2 separate regions of the Mus musculus genome follow, and region 1 is linked to region 2. The links are chromatin contacts, called in public promoter capture Hi-C maps. All regions are on one chromosome and are shown on one strand. The core of a region is the stretch at or near the end of the contact, and the rest is flanking DNA. Distances in the headings are between cores, read along the strand shown.

What was found. Promoter capture Hi-C pulls out the DNA fragments that hold promoters and counts their contacts.
Region 1: a promoter capture Hi-C map of hippocampal neurons shows a contact between it and region 2, with 2.7 times the contacts expected there. The contact joins two enhancer-like sites. A contact is called at or near these places in 1 of 39 promoter capture datasets (hippocampal neurons), 4 of 484 Hi-C or Micro-C datasets (brain, cerebral cortex, cortical neurons and 1 more), 2 of 115 datasets of contacts at active chromatin or transcription factors (double positive thymocytes and embryonic stem cells) and 1 of 9 other capture datasets (embryonic stem cells).

Annotation. Positions count from the first base shown.
Region 1 is chr9:42,646,539-42,649,508 of GRCm38.p6, reverse strand. The region is part of intron 8 of Grik4 (glutamate receptor, ionotropic, kainate 4); the gene reads left to right. Among named protein-coding and RNA genes, the nearest start is that of Gm36590, 25 kb to the left of the region's middle. Within about 2 kb of position 1,683, at least 7 of the 459 cell types and tissues checked have an H3K27ac peak or open chromatin away from gene starts, as enhancers often do. A contact at or near this core is called in hippocampal neurons, where this site is marked.
Region 2 is chr9:42,325,544-42,328,572 of GRCm38.p6, reverse strand. No RefSeq gene overlaps it. Among named protein-coding and RNA genes, the nearest start is that of Gm26272, 9.4 kb to the right of the region's middle. Within about 2 kb of position 1,647, at least 14 of the 459 cell types and tissues checked have an H3K27ac peak or open chromatin away from gene starts, as enhancers often do. A contact at or near this core is called in hippocampal neurons, where this site is marked.

The sequences.
Region 1 (2,970 bases), core at 434-2,933, 320 kb before region 2:
ATACAGCTCTTCTTGTTCCTCATTCAGGGACCTTAAACAATATGTCTTGGTTGGTGTCTGGCTTAGTGCACTCAGGGTGATGTTTTCTGGGTATATCCATATCGTACCATGTATCAGAATTTCATTTCCTTTGTCTCAACAACAACAAAAAAAAACCTCTTTCTGTTATGATAGAAATACCCACCATAAAGTTTACCAGTTTAGTTTAGTGTGTCTTTCAGTGGGATTAGCCTATTCGAATTGCTGGCCACCATCATCACCCTCCATGTCTACGTTTTCCATCTTCTCAAACAGAAACTCTACTCTTATAACCCTGATCCCCTCCTCCTCCCAGACACGCCCTGGCCACAAAGCACACTTCTACACCGTCAACTGAAAATGACTGCCTGCTTCATGGAAATGAAGTCATACAATATTTATCCTTTTGTGTCTGGCTTGTTTTATGTAGATTATGTCTTTAAGTCTCATCCTTCTTCAAGCTGAATAATATAGCATCGTGCATGTGCATCACATCCTGCATTAACACATAGTGAGTGCTCACGGTGTTTGGTATTGTGGCTAATAGTCCCATGAACATGAGTGTCCCTCCCACTTTCTGCTTTCACTCTTCCTGGGTATGCACCTAACGAGGGAACTCACTAGACAGTCATCACCTTTTAATGTATTGGGACATCACCAAACTGTTCTCTAGAGTGACTTCACCATGCTTCATTCCCAATAGCAATGCACAGGAGGTAGAGTTTTGCTACAATCTTGCCAATATTTCTTAATTTTTATCTTTTAGTGAGAGCCACTCCAGTGGGTGTGAAATGCTCAGATAAATTTCTTCTCTCTCGTTAGAGTTTGCAGATTGGGAGAGTCAAGACCGCAGGGCTGTAGTGTAGGGCCCTTCTAATGAAGAAGCTTTGCAATAAGAGGAAGCAGCTGGTGTTTGAGAGTCAAGCCCCGATGGATGTTCAGGACAGGTGAGAAGCCCTGCTTCTGAGGTGTTCAGGGACTTGTGTGGACCTGGGGCTCTTCGGACTTTGGTTTTCCCATTAGTGAGGTGTGTATAGGGGTAACGCCTATCCCTAAAGGTTCTTAGAAGGGATTTGAAAATATCTACTGGTGGCATTGTAGCTGCTAAGCAGAGCTAACTACTACAGCCATTCAACTCACAAATCCCACAGCTTCACTATGCAGAGGCAAACACGCAGTCTCTTACTGTGGCAAGGGATGGGTTGTAGGGCCCTTTGTGAATAATAATGATAATAGAGATGCAGATGTTCAAGTCCCTCCTTTATGATGTGGCATTCTCTCCCACATACTTTAAATGGTCTCTATATGAATACCTACTGTAATGTAAATGCTAGCAGCTATTATTTGGAACCATTTAGGGAACAGTGAGAAGGAAAGTGTCTGCGCTTGCTCAGCCCAGACCTTATGTCCCCTGACTATTTTCAATCATCTGTTGGATGAATCGATGATTCAGAACCCACAGATATAGAAGGCAGATCTTACATTTCTTACCGGAAGTTCGACAAGGATAGCTGGGATAGAAATAGCCTCAAATAAGGTCATTTAGGGTCCCAGGCATTTTCTAGCTTATAAATATGTCTCATGAAGGTCAGGGGTAGGGGAAAACATGGAGGTTCACACACAGAGTAATTTATGAGTCAAGCCTTGAAGTCCTACAGATCACTTCTTACAATTCCATTGGCTAGATCTCATTACATGGCTGCACCTCCCTGCAAAGATGTCTGGGAAATGTAGTTTAGTGCCTAGGCAGAAGGGGAAATAGGTTTGGCCGTCAGCAAGGAATCTCTGCCACATTATTGAATTACTAATTGCTACTGTACTTCTCTTTTGTGTATGCTGCAAGATCAGTTGACGCCAGGACCCTGTCTTGTCTGTTTAGATGAGAACTGATCCTAAGAGTGGGTATTAGCACCTGTTGGCTCCCCAGTAACCACAATTGCTGTGGGGCTTTGAGTGTGCCTGCTTAGATAGGGTGCACACGAAATATATTTCATTCGGTTGCTGAGTGGAATGGAATGGAGTCTCTCTGCCCTTCAGCTTGCTTGACGGCGGTTGGAGGAATCTTTATTTCACAAGATACATGCAGGTTGGATACAGGACATGAAGAATTAAGGCTCTGGGCAAAGCCGTCTCTGTTATTGCGGCTTGAGAAGAAGAGGTGAAGAGGAAGCGGGGTTTGAGCTAATAAATCTGGAGGGGTTCTCCAGCTGCTAATGAACCCAGCAAGAGCTGCAATCACTTCCTAATAGGAAAGATAAGATCACCCTAATCTACTGTCAGAGGGCTCAGGCAGTCGATGTGCCATAGGAGGGAGCTGCCACCTTGGTGGGGAGAATTGTAGAGATTTAGGGGTAAAGTCGAAAGTCTCACAGGATGCCAATGAAAAGCTGGAAATGTGAGCACCAGGAGCCTGGGCATCCTCTAGCCTCACAGGCAGCCTGGATCTATGTCATCACCACCGTTCCTGTAATGCTGCCGCTGTGGGGGTGTGTTTAAAAGCAGCAGCTCCCCAGACTTGTTCCCTGGGGGAATCTGGAGAGAGGCTAAGGAGAATAGTTATGGCAGCAGGAGGAGTCGAGAAAAACCAGACTGGCAGTGAAGCCCCCGGGACGCCAACGACTAATCCCGGCACGGATGCTGGGTGACAGCAATGGCTGTACTTGCTGTTTATTGAATGACTTCTCTGGGCATGGCCCTGTAAACACTGCACCGTGGTTATTTTCTCATGTAAGCCTCACATCAACTCCAGCAGAAACAGCTATTTTGTTCCCATTTACAAGAGCAGAGGCTGATAATGCCTTGGTCTCTTGCTTGTAGTGGAGCCAGATCATAAAGCCAGGCAGTTAGCTCTTAACCGCCCCGCTTAGTCATTCCGTCGTCTACGCCAGCCATTCCTTCTTGCTGAGCTTAGTTCGCTGTCTGTTTATTATGGCTTTGCACGAGGAGGTCTCC
Region 2 (3,029 bases), core at 398-2,897:
TCCAGTGCCTGCACACAAAGGTGCACACACATATGTGATCATATGTATGTGACCACACATAGATACATGCGTGTCATCATACATACAGAACATAAAATGAATTGGTCCTTTGGCCACGTTTTTGCCACTGGCATTTGGCTTTCTCATGTGTCTGACGTCCTTCACTTGTATGCCATTGCAGTAAGCCACACTATGGAGACACAGTTTGAGACCCCGAGGTCTCGAAGGCTTAAGCCGCACAGACTTGCTTCTTGTTCATGTCTGTGGACTCTGCCGTTCGCTGGTCTCCTGGAAAGGAGATTGATGGTGTCGTCACTATTTTTTAATGCCGCCAGTTGAGTGCGCGGCTTTAAGGAATGAGTACAAGCAGCTCGGGCCCCTCCCACAGCTCTGCCTCTGTCACTTCTCTGCCTGGAAGTCTCCTTGTTGCCGTTCCCATTCCATTGGCTAGCACAAGTCTCATGGCCATCAACTAACTTTCAGAGGCCCCATAAGTTGGAAACCTGCCCTGAGCCTGTAAGGGAGACTGGAAACCAGCAGCAATGGCTTTCAAGCTGTCTTCAAGGCAAGCATGTCTCTCTGAGTTGAGAAATACTCCCTCACAAATGACAGCACAGGCAGGCCCTTTAGCCTGTTTCTCTAAAGACAGAAAAACCAGGATCCAGCCCTGACTCTTCCAATCCTCTGCCCCAAGTGTGACTCTTGAACGCCCTCAATACTGCCCCCTTTGTTTTCTTCCCTGTAAAATGGGAACATACACTTTTCTAGAAAGATTCTTTAGGTTTCTGTCTTATATTCATTTACTTGCCCACGTGTCCTCACCTGTCCATGTGGATCAGAGGACAACCTGTGCCCATGGAGTCTCTTCTTCAACCTTTGGAGTTCCAGGAATCAAATTCAGTAATTGGCTTGACAGCCTTTACCAACTGAGCCATCCTGCTGACCCTCAAAGATTCTTTCTTATGTTCGAAAATGACACTTGTTAAACATAGCCACGCGAGAGTTTAAGATACCTCTGACGCCGGAAATGGAGGTACATCCCTAGTGTCCTAATCCCTGGGAAGTGGAGGCAGGGGAGTCAGGAGTTCAAAGCTGGGTTCTGTAACCTAAGGTGTTCAAAGCCATTCCAGGCTGTGTGAGACCCTACCGCAAACCAGCAAACAGAAAAGATAATTGTTTGTACTCAAACAGGGAAGAGGGAAAGAGTCTGGTCAGCAAAGGGCAGAAAGGAGAAAACAAAGCAGCCTTGATGGTATTCAGTACCCAGGGAGACATCGGGGAGCAGGGAGCTGCTATTTGTGACAGTTGGGAATTCTATAATTGGTTTCTTAACCAGTGCTAGGTGTGTGCTTTACTCAAAATCCTCACGGCAGAGCTTAAGAGCACCAATTATTTAACATAGTCTAATATTCCAACTATTTTTAGAATCGTTTGACATTTAACAAGAGCTTGAAATCTAATAAAATTCCTTGCAACCAAAGGAATTAAGTAATTATCAAAAGATAACAGCCACCAGGGCTGGGATACAAAGCATTGCTTCTTACTAATTCTGAATTAATTAAGAAGCTACCCCTGTTAGAACCCCTCTGACTCTCTTCCAAACCTCAGGGTGTCTCCGCACCGCATGCATCACTGCGATTTTGTCCTGCTTAGAACACTGGGGAAATTTTCAGGGCTTGGGTGTACCGACATCGGCTGCCAGGCCAGAGAAAAAGAAAATCAAAGAGCACCCTCTAGTGTCCATTTTTAATATAGCGTGAAACCTGAATTATATGAAACCACAGCAATCAAATTACAATCCCCGCCTCCCCACACCTTAGCTACAGAACATTACCAGAATATAGCTTTAGAAAACACAGGAGATGCCAAGGGCATCTTCTAAAGAACACCGTAAGATTTATTTTTATGCGCACAGTAAGCCTCGCTCCGAGAAAATACCAGCTTTGGGCGTCCCATGCAAATTTTGTCCTTAATATCTATTTCTCTAACTCGATGACAAAAAATAGCTACTGAGAAAAATTAAGTATCTCTTTTAAATGTTGTGAAATAAACAATCCAATCGAGACGAGCTCATGAAATATTTACTGGCCTTTCCCCCGACGCAGAATGCAAACTCCTCTGATGTGTATCCACCAAGCAAGAGCAGTAGCTCTCTGCTCTGACTAATGGAAGGTTCTGTTGGTGATGGTTTAATTATGCTCACTGAAATATGGCTCCCTCCTAAGAAAACACTGCCATGGCAGAGGGACAGATCTCAATGTCTATAGATAGAAATAAAAACACAAAAGGGCCATCATTCCAGGAAGAACTCGACAATCAAATTCTGTATACTGAGAAAACAAATGGAGAGATTATATTCACTGTACATTTGGTTGCGTGCTGCTGTTTGCACATCGCCTCTAGGTTAGCTGTTGTTTTGTTAACATAAAATATCCATTGTGAAATATTTGGAGAACTAAGATATCCTCCCATTAGATGAAATTGCAATACATTATGCAAATGTAGCATCCTCCATAACCAATGCTTTCTCACTGTATTTAATATTGTTTGGCTTTGAATCATGTTGCACGTTGGAGGAGACATTACAGAAGTGTTAAATTGAACTTAAAGGATAAACAGCATCAAGTGCTAAGGAAAAGCACAAACCGTCTTGTATATATGTATGGGGGATTTTCATGTATATTTATTCAATAATGATCAATTCCTAATGAGAAGTGTTTAAATGGGAGCAATATTTTAATAAGCAGGAATCCAGAGTTCTTGGCTTCTTCCTAACTCTTAAATTTCTTTATGCAATAATTCAGTGTACAAAAAAATTCCAACTATGTTGTTCTATTTTAATTGGGATACAAACATTTTATTGAAGAAAGTAACATATTTAATTGCCTCGGGGCTTGCAAATACTTGAGTCTACACAAATTACTAAAGTTTCTTAAAAACAAAACAAAACAAACAAACAAAACCCTTATAGTCATGTAGAATTTTGCTTCTAGGTTATGTCTTAGCCCAAGGCAGAAAAGACATAGTTC